Regions from separate parts of the Zea mays genome. Here all the other regions are linked to region 2. Evidence: chromatin contacts called from public Hi-C data. All regions are on one chromosome and are shown on one strand. The core of a region is the stretch at or near the end of the contact, and the rest is flanking DNA. Distances in the headings are between cores, read along the strand shown. Region 1 has its middle 130 kb from the start of LOC100273774. Region 2 holds the start of LOC100286294 (40S ribosomal protein S14). Region 3 holds the start of LOC100191967 (amino acid permease).

Region 1 (4,671 bases), core at 1,669-4,168, 220 kb after region 2:
ATAATTTAGTTTTACCAAAAACGCACTTGGATCTCTTAAGGAAAAACTGATGTTTCCTTAATACAGAGAACACCAATCTCATGTGCTACAAATGTTCAGCCCAACTAGCACTATACACTAGAATGTCATCTAGGAATACCATTGTAAATTTCCTGAGAAAAGGAGCAAGAATCGAGTTCATAGCACACTGGAAAGTAGCTGGTGCATTGGTAAGTCCAAAGGGCATAACCCTAAATTGATAATGACCTTGATGAGTCTTGAATGCATTTTTGTATTCCTCGGATTCTTGCATCCGAATCTGATGGTACCCCACTGTGAGATCCAAACTAGTGAAGTATTGTGTGCTAGCTAATTCTTCCAAAATTTCCTCCACTAAGGGCATGAGAAATTTGTTCTTAATGGTAAGATCATTAAGCTTCCTATAATCCACACAAAAACGCTAGGACCCATATTTTTTCTTTACTAACAAAACTGGTGAGGCAAAAGGACTGGTACTGGGAGTTATAAAACTAGCTTGCAGCAATGTAGTAACCTGCCTTTCTATCTCGTCTTTGTGAAAAGGTGAATACCTATAGGGCTTGGAGTTGACAGGTACTGAACCAGGTCTTGGGGGTATGCAATGATCAAATGGCCTAATTGGTGGTAGATGGGTAGGAACATTAGACAATTCAGCAAACTCTTGCAGCAGCAACTGAATATCAGCTTCATTAACTTGAAACTACACTTGAAGTGTTGATACCTCCTGAATGGTTGAACCCGAGTGGACATCATCCCCATATAAGATCACCTCCTGTCCAGCATCTCGAAACTGCAGCACCTTGTGTACCCAATCACATTCTATAGGGCTATGCTGCATCAACCAATCATAACCCAATATAGCATCAAAAGCTTCTAAAGGCAGTACTCTCATGTCAGTATGGTAGAAATGCCCATGAAACCACCATTCAACATTTCTAACCATAGAGTTGCAAATCATTTTGTGTCCACTAGCCACCTTCACTTGTACAGTTGGGCACTCTTCCACCTGCAACTGTAATTGTTTAGCCATGTGTTCACTGATGAAAGTGGAGGAACTGCCTGAATCCACCAACATTAGCATCACTTGTTTGCCCATAATAGACCTCACTCTCATACTGTAAATACTGTCAGAACCTGATATGGCCTGAAAGGACAGATGACAGCACACCTCTCTTTGTTCATCTTCTTGTTCCAACGTCTGTAAAACTTCATCAGTCAACACCTCTGGTTCCTCCTCATCCACCACAACATTTAACTGAACTGGCCCTCTTTTGGCACATTTGAGAATGTGGCCAGGCTCAAATTTCTCTCCACATGCATAACAAAGTCCATTAACTCTACGGTATTCCCTGAGTTGCCTCTCTCGAGATAAATCTCCACAGTCTGCTGGACCCTACCTTCTCCTCTATTGCTAATTGGATACTGTTTAGCAACATTCCCCTGTCTAACTCCTTTAGGTCTGCTTTTATCTAGCACCTCCTGTTGCATTTGAGCCAGCAGTACAGCCTTGTCCACAGTATCAGGTTGATGCATCTGAACCACACCTTGAATTTCCAACTTCAATCCATATATAAATTGTGTAACAAAAAACATCTCATCTAGCAATGGGTTAAGCATGGAGGCCATATACCGAGCCTGATCAAACTCCCCTACATAGTTCTCTAGAGTATCCACTTGTTTGAGACTCCTTATCTTCCTGAGTGCTTTGGCATAAGCATTCGCGCCAACTTACTCTCCATCGCTTGCACAAACTCTTGCCAATTCCTCATACCTAGACGCAGTTTCTGAACTTGCCACCATCGAGCAGCATTCTTCTCCATGTGAATAGAAGCAGCAGATACCCAAAGTGGTTGTGGAACTTGGTACATATGAAAATACTCCAAACACTTATCTACCCAAACCACCGGATCCTCTCTAGCAAACTTGGGAAACGACATCTTGGGTAATACCCGATTTGCTCCCTGCATGTTCATCCTCTCATCATGTTGTCTTCCTATCATCAGACCTTGATGATTCCTCCGTTGCGTCTCCCGCTCTTGCTGCTCTCCCTGAACAAAGTTGTTCAGGGTGTCTTCCTCCATCCCGATTTCCCGGACCCTCCGAAGTGCCTTCCATATCTCTTCCCATCTGTTCCAAGCGCATCTGAGCGATCTCCCTTCTAGTCTCTTCCATCCTCACATACAACTCGTTTCTCTCCTCTGCCGCACGCTCTGTAACTCCTGCTGCCGGATCAACTTGAGTCATGAGTTGGAGTTGAACCTTCTGCACGTCCTTCACTTGCCCCGTCAACACCTCCAATGACTCCAGCACTTGACTCCATCGATCCTGCGTAGCACGATCCGTTTCCGCCATCGCTTCGAGCACGAAGCGTGTCTGAACAGATGGCTTCGCTTTGGGAGCCGTGCTGCCCACCGCCGGAGATCGACGACCTCTGATACCAATTGACACCCGTGGTCGCGCGGTGCGTCGCCGCCGACGTGAGCGATCACGGTGATCACCGGAGAGAACCGGAGGACGCAAGGTAAGTGGCTGGAATTGTTTCTGTTTCTTATTTCTTTCGTAAAACACAAATCTGCGGTTCACCTCCCTTTAAACGATGCATTTCGTAAAACACAAGTCTACGGTTCACCTCCCTTTAAAGGATGCACTCACGCAGGCCAACATGACCAGGCCGACACGGCCACCAACACACACAATGGCCTACCTAGCCCACGACACCCGGCAATTCAACAAATGAAAAATATTACTTCCTCTCATGTCCACTCTCGACGCCTGCACTGCATCCATCACGCGGGCACCACCGTGCTGACAGTGAGCAGGCGAGGGGTAGGTGGGGCGACAGCGTTCCCACGGGCCAAGTCTGCGGCCGAAGAGACGATAAACGGCGGCCTTGTAGTACCTGCGTACAGGGCACTGGCTGGATGTTGAAGGGCCCTGACGAGTGGGACCGTCTGTAAGAGGGAGAGGGAGATGGTGAGCAAAAGGTAAATGACATGTGGGACCTCACGTACATGGAAGGGAAGGAAAAGGGAAATGACGTGGGGAGTGGCTGGGCCACTTGGATTGGCTGAACGCATGTCGGTCCATTTCTAACTTTTCCAAATTCATTTCTCCATATACAAATACATATATCTATATATTCCAAAAACAAATTAGGATAGATATAATATTTTCATCAAAATAAATACATGTTTCGAGAATAAGATTATTAAACTATTTATTTTATTTTCATAAAAAAGAATTCATCAATAAATAAATCCAACTTTAATGTATAAATATATATATTTCCAAAATTAGAATAATTTCAAAAAAATATTATTAACAAATTAAAATGCATAGTTTAAGAATAAGATTTCAACAACTCATTGTTATTTTATAAAATGAGATTGTCTTCACGAGATCAATTCCAAAAATTGAATATAAACTTAAATCAAGCAAAACATATGTTTGGCATGAATGCACCAAACACTAGACAAAATTTTATCTAATTAAGAAATTGCTCAATTTATTTATATGACCATTTCATTATTTTAAAACATAAATATTTTTCTTTCTACTAGAAATTAATAATATAAACTAGGTTGTATTCAATTGGTGGATTTAGGATGTTACACATTAGCACTGAGAACCAGCTAACTGATATCTTCACCAAGCCTTTAGATGAGAAAAGGTTTTGTAGGTTGCGTAGTGAGTTAAATGTCTTAAATTCGTGGAACTTGGATTTATCTATAGCATACATATGTTTTATGTCTTTGATCATGTTCTTGTAAGCATTTCTGTCTTTACTTATTTTGGTGCTCAAGTTGTACATGTCATTCATGGGCCTCATAAGTCCCTATGCAAATGATGCACATGTTTAGGGGGGATGTACTACAACTTGACCTTTTGAGACTAATGTGTTCGCTTGAGTGGTTTTGATATAGTCTTAAAGATGGGTTGAAAGGGAACAGGTGGACTTAGACAACGAAGAGGCTTCCACTGCATTCCAGTATCAATGTATCTTGTTCCAAGTCCCTATCTGTGTTTTCTCATTGCCTTTGGTTTTAACTTGCAAGTTTTGGTGAGGCAATGTGGTTAAAAAGGGCCAATTTGTTCTTTTGTTTTTGTTGGAACTATGCTTCGTCGTCGAAGGTCTTGTAGGAAGAAGCGGCTTTTGGCTGAAGCTGTTTGTATGAGATGGCCGAAGGTTCCTCTTCATGAAGCTTCGGTATTACAAACCGACTTAAAGATAGAATGACCTTTTAGTCCATAAAGGTCTGAGTCAATGTTGTAAACTTTTATGAGGGGCATAATTGTAATTCTTCACAGGCTGTGTCCTGTGTCTATAAATAGTGAACAGTATTCCTTTACTGTTCACGCATTCTGGTAATTGCAATCGCATCATTCGGGAATCAATCTTTGCCAAGGCAGAGCATTTGAGAACAAGTCCCCAACATTGGCGCCCACCTCCGGTGAACTCACTTCCACTTTTTTGAGCTGATGGCTTCGTTCAACGATCAAGCTGGAGTTGCTTCGGCTCTGAAGCTGCTACTCCCGATAACAGGCGGTTCATGTTCAGAGCCAGCCAACAAGAAGCAGAAGAAGGAAGCACAGAGAAGGGTACAGCATGTCGGGGTGCAAGGACCCTTCATCAAGTCAAGATGGTCTCACATT
Region 2 (4,196 bases), core at 1,075-3,574:
AAACTGCATTGATCACGAGGTGGGATCTCACAAACCGATGAACGACGACATTGTTCGATGACAGATATGATCTAAGAAAATTCTGAACCCTAATGTGGCAGCTGATGCTGTTAAAATAGAGGTTAGGGGCGTGCACAACCCCTGAAGGTACCCCTAATGGCCTCCAACATGATACACGGCCCAACGCCCAACATACGGTGTCGCAGGACCATAACTGGGCCGACGCATATGTGTGTGCTGGAGCGATGGAGATAACTGGGTCGATCGCAAGGGTTTTGGCCCAATTGACGTTTTATCCCTTTTTTTTCTTATTTCCAATTTCATTCTCCTTTTTAATTATTCAAGTTTGAATATGATTTCAAATGCTAATATGGTTTGAACTCCTTTTAAATTTAAATGCTGTAGGTAAAGAAATTCCAGGATGAATGCAACAGTTCATACAGGGGGTGTTTGGTATAGCTCAACTTTATGAACTTTATAGTTGAGTATCTCTCTGCTGAGCTTCTAAAGTGTTTGGCTTATAGACCGGATTTAGTTTCACTAAAATAAGATGTTCTTTATAAAGGTCTGATATACCCACAATCCAGTCGACCTCGCTCATGGACGCCATGGCCGTCGAATCAACCTCACGATAGTGCGAGCTGGTTCTATGCGGACGCGAGCTGTCCTACTGGGACAACACCCAAGCCACCAACCTCTGCGTCGCCATTGATGGCAAGGGCCTCTCCATGGTCGCGCTAAGCGCGTCCAGGCGAACACCACCTGCCACTAGGCGGCTACTCGTTAGTGGTTGAGAGCCCAGTGCTTGATTCTTCCGTGCAGCAGCAGCTTCCCTCGGCGAATCCATGGCGGCTGGATGAGAACGAAGGAGACCCGGTGTCGTACGCAAGCAGGAGGGAAGGAAACAAAATAAAAGAATGTATCGTTTTTAATGTAATCTGTGGCAATAGTGGGTAAATATTCTATAACTTCACGAGTTTATTAGAAAACATGGTTAGTGAAGCACCCTTTTTACTGCTTTGTTAAAAATACGAAGTTAGCCCCAACTTTACCTATTTTTGTAAAGCTGAGCCATTGAAGCTGGAAGTGTTTGGGTACAATTTTATAGAGCTAAGCTAGATTTCATAAAGCGAAACAGTTTTAAACACCCCATAATTTATATATTTTTTAAGTTAATGACCTAATCATGAGAACTTACATGTTAAATAAATACGAAAACACATCACATATAGTTTGTACTAATCCTATTTTTAACTGAATTTGGGTATTACATAATTGTAGTGATAAGTTTCCAAATATATGAACAATAATTGCATATGTTAGAAGTTTAAAATTGTAGTGGCATGGATCAAAATAACCTAAATTTTAATTGTATATCTGTTCTAGTACATCACTGCATTGGGGTGTACAATGTGGGTGTAAATTTATTTATTTAGAGGACATATCTGGTATACATGGAAGTTTAGTGCACATATTAAATCATCACTATTCATGTTAGATCTAACGTCTCTGGTTGATCATTGCATTTTACAAATAATACCTTCCACCACTACACCCACCACATCGGAGGGCGTATTTAGCAAAATATATCAAACAACTAGAGACGTTAGATGTAAGATGAGTGGTGCCGATTTAATATGTGCACCATATGCACTAAACTTCCATGTGCCCGAGATATGTTGTCATTTATTTATTCCCTCGGTACGGAGACAACCACTTGTCAATTATCACAACCGATCCCTCAAAATTTAGCTCACTATCCCCTCAAATAAAAGTCTCTCATCCTAACTTCTTAACACACTTTAATTGATCCTCTAAATTATCTTTCTATTTTATATTATATTATTATAGACAATAATGAGGCTTTGTGCATATGAAGGTTCAAGAGAGAAGAATGAGAGAGCCCCTCATCTATTGATGGATGATGTAGAGAAGTTGGGTTAAATTGGAGTTGCTCTTAATGTAAAACCCAATTGTGACAAAAAGTACACACGTAAACACATTCTTAAGACCTTGTTTAGATTTAGGAATAGATGTAGTTTTATTTGAAAAATATTTGGTTATATGCGACGAGAGCGAGACAAATAGAATGTTATAAATTGTAGATACAAAACATTGTCTGGCGATTCATACAATCATCTTTTATCTCTTACCCTAAAATTTTAGATAGTCTTATATTAAAAAGTGATGAAATGTCTGAGACAAGGCGGTGAAGATTATAGAGGCTAAATGGACTGTATATCCAGCCCAGATAGCCCAAAGATTTTCAGCCCGTTGGTTGTCCAAGCCACCAAATTACAGGGACGGTCCTAGTGTAAGAACTGTGGCCCAGTGGCAGCAAAAGAAGAGCGAGGGCAAAAGAACTTGCGTTGAGTAAAGGTGGGACTAAACCCTAGCGAGCTGCGGCCTAGTATATAAATGAGCACCACGCGTCTGTCGTCCTTCTGAAGTTTCGGCGGCGGCGTAGGTAGCGGCGGTCTCAACCCCAGGCGAGCTCGGCTCCGGTCACCCGTCGATCCACGCAACCATGGTAAGCGATCCTCTTCTCGTCTGGTTAAGGTTAGTTCGCGGATTAGGCGCAAGCACGGTAGCGGTGGGGGTTCCTGAGAGCGTAGATTTGCTTTGGAAAGTTGTTGATTGGAGCTTATGCTCTGTTGGCTGCTGCATCGCAACCGTGCTTTGTCTTTCGCCGAATTAGCTGACTGTAACGTGTGCTCCTAGATTGAAGACCTAGGTGATGTGCTGGGGCAATTTTGTTGCGAATCTACGCGATGTATCAGTGTTCTAGGTTAAGATGTTTAGCTGTCAAATGTAATATTTGGGATGCGCAGTTAATACCGTGACTATGGAAGTATTGATATGACTAGAGTTAGGGATGCTGATTACCTACTACTTCCGAGCTAAAGAGTTAGAGATGCTGATTGCCTGGGGTCTTGCTTGGGGTTGAATTATTTATGAAACTTGGTCTGTTCACAATATATATCCTGATGGTAGTCTTGTTTTAGTACTTGACACGATTGGCTTGATTAGTATACCGAGACTGATTCGCTGTTGAATTGCTTCTGTCAATGTTCACTCTATGAATCCTAGTTAGTTTTTTTCTTAGTGTAAATCCACCGACAGGCTATTTATTCTCACTATATTGTGTTCAACTAGTATGGCCTTTTGATTCTGTTAGGCTACTAAAATCACAACATGTGTTATGAACTCAGGTTCACTCATTGTGCATGGTGAAATTGTTTCTGGTGGTTGTTAACACGACAATAAATTCGATGTCATCTGATAGTAGTATATGTTTGCAGTCGAGGAGGAAGACCAGGGAGCCCAAGGAGGAGAACGTTACCCTTGGACCCACTGTCCGTGAAGGAGAGTTTGTCTTTGGTGTTGCTCACATCTTTGCATCCTTCAATGACACCTTCATTGTGAGTGCTATATGTTTTTCCCTTTGTATGAGCCTTTTCATTATCTTTCCCATTGTAACTGTGATGGTGTAATATGCAGCATGTCACTGATTTGTCTGGGAGGGAAACTTTGGTTCGGATCACTGGTACCATCCTACAACCTGGGTTCATACTTGACCTAGATGTCAAAAGTATTTAGTTTTAACTATTGTGTGCTAAACTATGTAGGTGGCATGAAGGTTAAGGCTGATCGTGATGAGTCGTCTCCTTATGCTGCTATGCTTGCTGCTCAAGATGTTGCACAGCGTTGCAAGGTATTTGTAGTGAAGCCTGGAATTTCGTCTGTGTATCCAAAGATGATGTTTGCTTAATTAAATTGAAGCTTAGGATTATGTAAGGCTGCTTAGGTTGCTGTGGGCAGATAAGTGACTTGGTCTTGTGTCTTCAGGAGCTCGGTATCACCGCGCTGCACATTAAGCTTCGTGCAACTGGAGGCAACAAGACCAAGACCCCTGGACCTGGTGCTCAGTCTGCTCTCAGGGCTCTTGCTCGTTCTGGGATGAAAATTGGACGCATTGGTAAGAAATCGTAATCTTGCAAGGGCTAGCCGTACCGGTTTGCCCCATTTCAATGAAGTTGTGCTAGCTATCATAACTGGGCACCTCATTGTTTCTGTTTGTTAATGCAACATTCGTGTTATGTGCAGAGGATGTTACCCCGGTTCCCACTGACAGCACTCGCAGAAAGGGTGGTAGGAGGGGAAGGAGGCTGTAGGCGTGTATCCTTGCTATTTGC
Region 3 (4,300 bases), core at 1,698-4,197, 190 kb before region 2:
CTAATTTCGATTCTCAATTTCCTTACTTCAATATCTACATCCAAACATGGTATATGTAAATAGTATAGTCGACAGTTTATTCATCCGCATCAATTCCATGTATAACCAAACAACATAATTAAAAAAACTAATTTCGATTCTCAATTTCATACTTCAATATCTACATCCAAACATGGTATATGTAAATAGTATAGTCGACAGTTTATTCATCTGCATCTAGTGTCAACATTATTTTGCGCAAGAGTAGTTATTTTGCGCAAGAATGTAAAAGACAACTCACATCTTGTTTCAGATTTTGAGATGTTAGTGTGAACAATGTATCTTTGTTGCACCCGAAAGTTTCTACTTTAACTCACAAATCTAATCGACTTCGCACCTGACTTTTGCGTGAACCTTGTACATAAACTCTCACATATGCCATTTTTAATATAATTTTGACAAGTGCTATGTACACTGTTTGCAACTTTGGTGAAACCATTTCTAAATAGTAAATACAGCGTGTTTAATGAGAATATACAGTCATGAAAAATGCTGCACAAATTTTAGAGCTTGAAGCAGACAATATGAACCAACAACCAGAAAATGAAAATGTAATGCTGCAAACTTCTTGAATTTCATAACACGGCAGACAATATCGTGCGTCATTAGATGAAGGTTTAGTATAAAAAAAGTGCAAGAATTGTATGCCCCCAAACAGACCAACTTACTGACATAGGGAAACAAAAATCTCCTCAAAGTACATCAGAACCAATCTTTTTTTTTGGTTGCTGATCAAAGAGTGACTCTAGAGCCCTCATGTAAGAACACAATGAAATCGATACATCGAAAACAATCTGGTCCGAAGTACAAAAAGAATTCCCTCGAGAATGGTCCACAGTTAAACCTCTGAAGTAAAAAACGGATATAGGATGCTGAGGCTCTCTCGAATGTAATACATTTTGACCTAGTGTATAGTCACCATGTTTACACGATCTGTATGCCAGTTGTAGCAACACACCATGTGTCTTCATGATGCAAAGGTTCCTCTAACCCTAGCTATCAACTTGCCATCTTGGGGAGGTCATTCAGACTTACTCTTCAAGGTGTATACATTTCCAACGACTCCGATGACGCTAACAAGAATTGATAGCCCCAGCAAACCAAGCGCAAGGAGCCTCTCCCCATGTCCCAAGTGACTCCCTTCCTTGTCCAGCCTCAATGCCACCAGGGCCGGGAACATGAAACCCAACGCCAGCCCTGTGGTAGCTCCGGTGAACTTGAAGGCCATCCAGATGTTGGGTATCATTGTCGAGCCAAGGTAGATGAGTGCTAGAAGCACCACTGTCAATGTGAATGTTCTCTTCCTGCTAGGGGTTGCCAGCTCCCCGAAGATCAGCGCCTCCACTGTCTGCCTCAGCGAGAAGTGGACAACTGGGAAGACGAGGACCAGGTGGATGACATACCCTATCCTGACAATGTAGTTGAGCAGAGAGCTGAATCTTATCCCGAGATCCTTGTCGAAGTTGGTGAGCACGTCGGACTCGGTGTCCTCGCCGAACAAGAGGTACCCCGAGAGGGCAGTCAGGGCATACACCGCCACGCATAGCACGGTGCTGATCCTGCCAACCTTGTACATGTTCTGTGGTGTCTTCTCCTTGAGCTCGTTGTAGATCGGCTGCACATTGAAATGGCAGATGAAGGCATTAGTCATGATGGGTATCACGACGAGCAGGTCCAGCATTGCTGCACGGGAGCTGAAATCTGGACCCATCCTCGGCATACTGATCTTGCCCTCGGCGATCTTGATCAAAGCAATGATGCTGGACACCACCACAAACACAACGGCAAGGGCAACCGACGCGGCAGATGACATGCTCAGTGAGTCAATCTTCTCAAGCGCACACAATGGTGCGAGGAAGATGACAAGGACCACCAAGATCAGCAGCTTCCGGTTATCCCACTCGCCATGGCCAACCAGCTGATCCATGACGCCGATGTGCTTCAGTGACCCTGACATCACGTCTCCGATGATGATCAGATACACCACCAGGACCCCTGCGTTGTTGATGATGACGCACATCTGCGCCACGATGCTCGCCGGGCGGCCCATCGCCCTGTGCACGACCTCGCCGTACGATAGCGCGCGGCAGTGGGCCGAGAATCTCACGAGCAGCTCGACGGTGATCTCGGACAGGACCCCCATGACCAGGATCGAGACGAGCCCAGCGGCGACTCCGAGCACCTTCATGGTAGCCGGGAGCGCCATAATGCCGGCCCCGATGATGGATGTCGCGAGGTTGAACACGGCGGCGGTCACGTCGGACCCCTCTGGCGGCCCGGCAGGGCCGTCGCCGATGAGCGGCAGCTCGTCGTGCTCACCGGCCCCGCCGCCGTCGTCCTCCACCTCGCCCAAGAACGAATCCTGCCTGGAGATTTTAGCGTGGCCGTTGAGGACGCCATTGGCGGCGGCGCTAGATTTGGCCCCGTTGGGTTGGAGCTCGATGGAGGGGGAAGTCAATGGGAGAGCCGAGTAATTCGTATTCATCTCGCCTCTTAGCGCATCGAAGATGGATCAGAAAGCAAATAGGGAGATGGGAAATTCTTGGCAAGAGCGGATACAGGAACAAATTGTGCCGATTGAATCCTAATGCCTGAATCACCCACGGATGGAAGGAAAATCTCGCCCAATCTACAACTGAGAACACAAAATTGCTTGCTGTCGAAAGGGAGGAATGAGTGCCTATGCTATGCAGCAGGGGAGTCGGAAACCAAAACAACTATTTCCCTGCGGAGGAGATTGGGGGGAGAAGATGAATCTTGGTGAGCACCAAGGGCTTGGGAGTTGGAATTTGGGAAGCACCAAGAGGTTGGGGTTGCCGGGTTGGACTAAGAGGCAGGATTGGGGCGTTGAACTGTGGCGAGAGATCTGAGCTCTATCTCTCTTGCATATTTGTATTTTTTAATTTACTTCTGTCCCTCCTTCCGTGTTCTTCCTTCTCTCGGACGAAGAGTACTCTTAACAAAGAGAGCACAGTCAATTTACGTTAATTCCGAGTACGGATGGCTACACCAACCATGCAACTCCCGTGTTCTCCGATAGTACTATGACGTGTGGGTCCAGAATTAAATTGGACCATATGGCAGTGAGAAGTGTATGCCCTGGGCATGCGACGCGCAGATACAGCTCTTCGATCTGATTGGCCGGCAACCTGAAGCGGGAGCGGGACCCATTTGCTGGCTATTGGAACCACCTTCTGCCATCTGCCCTACCTGTCGGTGAGCAAAAATATCTTTCCTCCTCAAATTTGTAATTTTTGTACGAGCTTTTCAAAAACGAATTGAATCTCGATTGAATTCATTTTTTAGATTTTCAAGTTAATTTAGTGTTTTCACAAAACGTGAGTAAGTCTTCCATTGAATAATGCTATACTTCTTCCAAATAATACAATTCTAGCACAACGTTATATTTTAATTTTACATTTAATTAAATATACGTCAAATATTATCAATATTTGTTATATTAAATAGATACTTAAAATAAATGGCTTTTGTGTTATTATATTTATGATATCAATAAAATAAACAACAACAACATAGTTTTTGTCCCAACTAAGGCCTTGTTCGATTAATCCTGTTACCCATGGATTGGATGTGATTGGAAAAAATTAAGAATAAGTTTGACTTGCTTGAAATTTAAACCCACCCAATCCTACTTGTTGGGGGCCTTCATTCTCCAAAGGTCCTAAAAAATACGACTAACATGCTTTCCAGCATAGTACACTGTCACAGGAAGCTTCGACTTTAAGATGAAGGCGTGCATGGTATGCAAAAGCGTGATCTAGAAGAAGGATGGACCAACTCCGAAGCTGTGGCTGGAGAAGCTTCGGTTTAGCACAAGGACGATGACGGACAATGAAACCGACCTAAAAGAAAAAGACTGTTTAGTCCTCGACAACTTACCTTTTGGCTAACAGTGAATGTCAGGGACATGAATGTAATTTTGCCAAGGCTGCGTTCTGTGCCTATAAATAGATGAACAGTAACACCGTACTGTACACGCTGAATTGTAATCACTTGCACGTCACTCTTGTTTCATCACCTTCTGTCAAGCCGAAGGTACAATGTCATATAAATATCATTGGTATTTATTCATGTTTATATAATACAGAAGATGAATAATTTAACGATTCCAAATAATTATCCATATTCCCTTTGTGTTTATATGCTTCTGCTTATATTATTATTTATTAAGATGATGAAGCTTTGTCCTTCATGACCTTCGTCTGAAGATCATTATATCCTAAGGGAGATAATGATTCGA

The links. A called contact is a pair of places that touch in the nucleus more often than the background predicts.
Region 1: a contact with region 2 is called in a Hi-C map of tassel, with 1.7 times the contacts expected there. The contact joins the enhancer-like site here to the promoter of LOC100286294 in region 2. A contact is called at or near these places in 2 of 25 Hi-C or Micro-C datasets (ear and tassel).
Region 3: a Hi-C map of root tip shows a contact between it and region 2, with 7 times the contacts expected there. The contact joins the promoter of LOC100191967 here to the promoter of LOC100286294 in region 2. A contact is called at or near these places in 11 of 25 Hi-C or Micro-C datasets (bundle sheath, ear, endosperm and 3 more).

What each region holds. Positions count from the first base shown.
Region 1 is chr9:98,925,493-98,930,163 of Zm-B73-REFERENCE-NAM-5.0, reverse strand. No RefSeq gene overlaps it. Among protein-coding and RNA genes, the nearest start is that of LOC100273774, 130 kb to the right of the region's middle. Within about 2 kb of position 2,918, at least 15 of the 20 cell types and tissues checked have an H3K27ac peak or open chromatin away from gene starts, as enhancers often do. A contact at or near this core is called in ear and tassel, where this site is marked.
Region 2 is chr9:99,142,492-99,146,687 of Zm-B73-REFERENCE-NAM-5.0, reverse strand. LOC100286294 (40S ribosomal protein S14) reads left to right here and starts at 2,324. Exons shown (of 6, transcript NM_001159181.2): 1 at 2,324-2,530; 2 at 3,303-3,422; 3 at 3,502-3,547; 4 at 3,630-3,715; 5 at 3,850-3,979; 6 at 4,108-4,196. The coding sequence starts at 2,528. The coding sequence ends at 4,175.
Region 3 is chr9:99,330,034-99,334,333 of Zm-B73-REFERENCE-NAM-5.0, reverse strand. LOC100191967 (amino acid permease) reads right to left here and starts at 2,947. Exons shown (of 1, transcript NM_001137391.1): 1 at 647-2,947. The coding sequence starts at 2,524. The coding sequence ends at 1,061.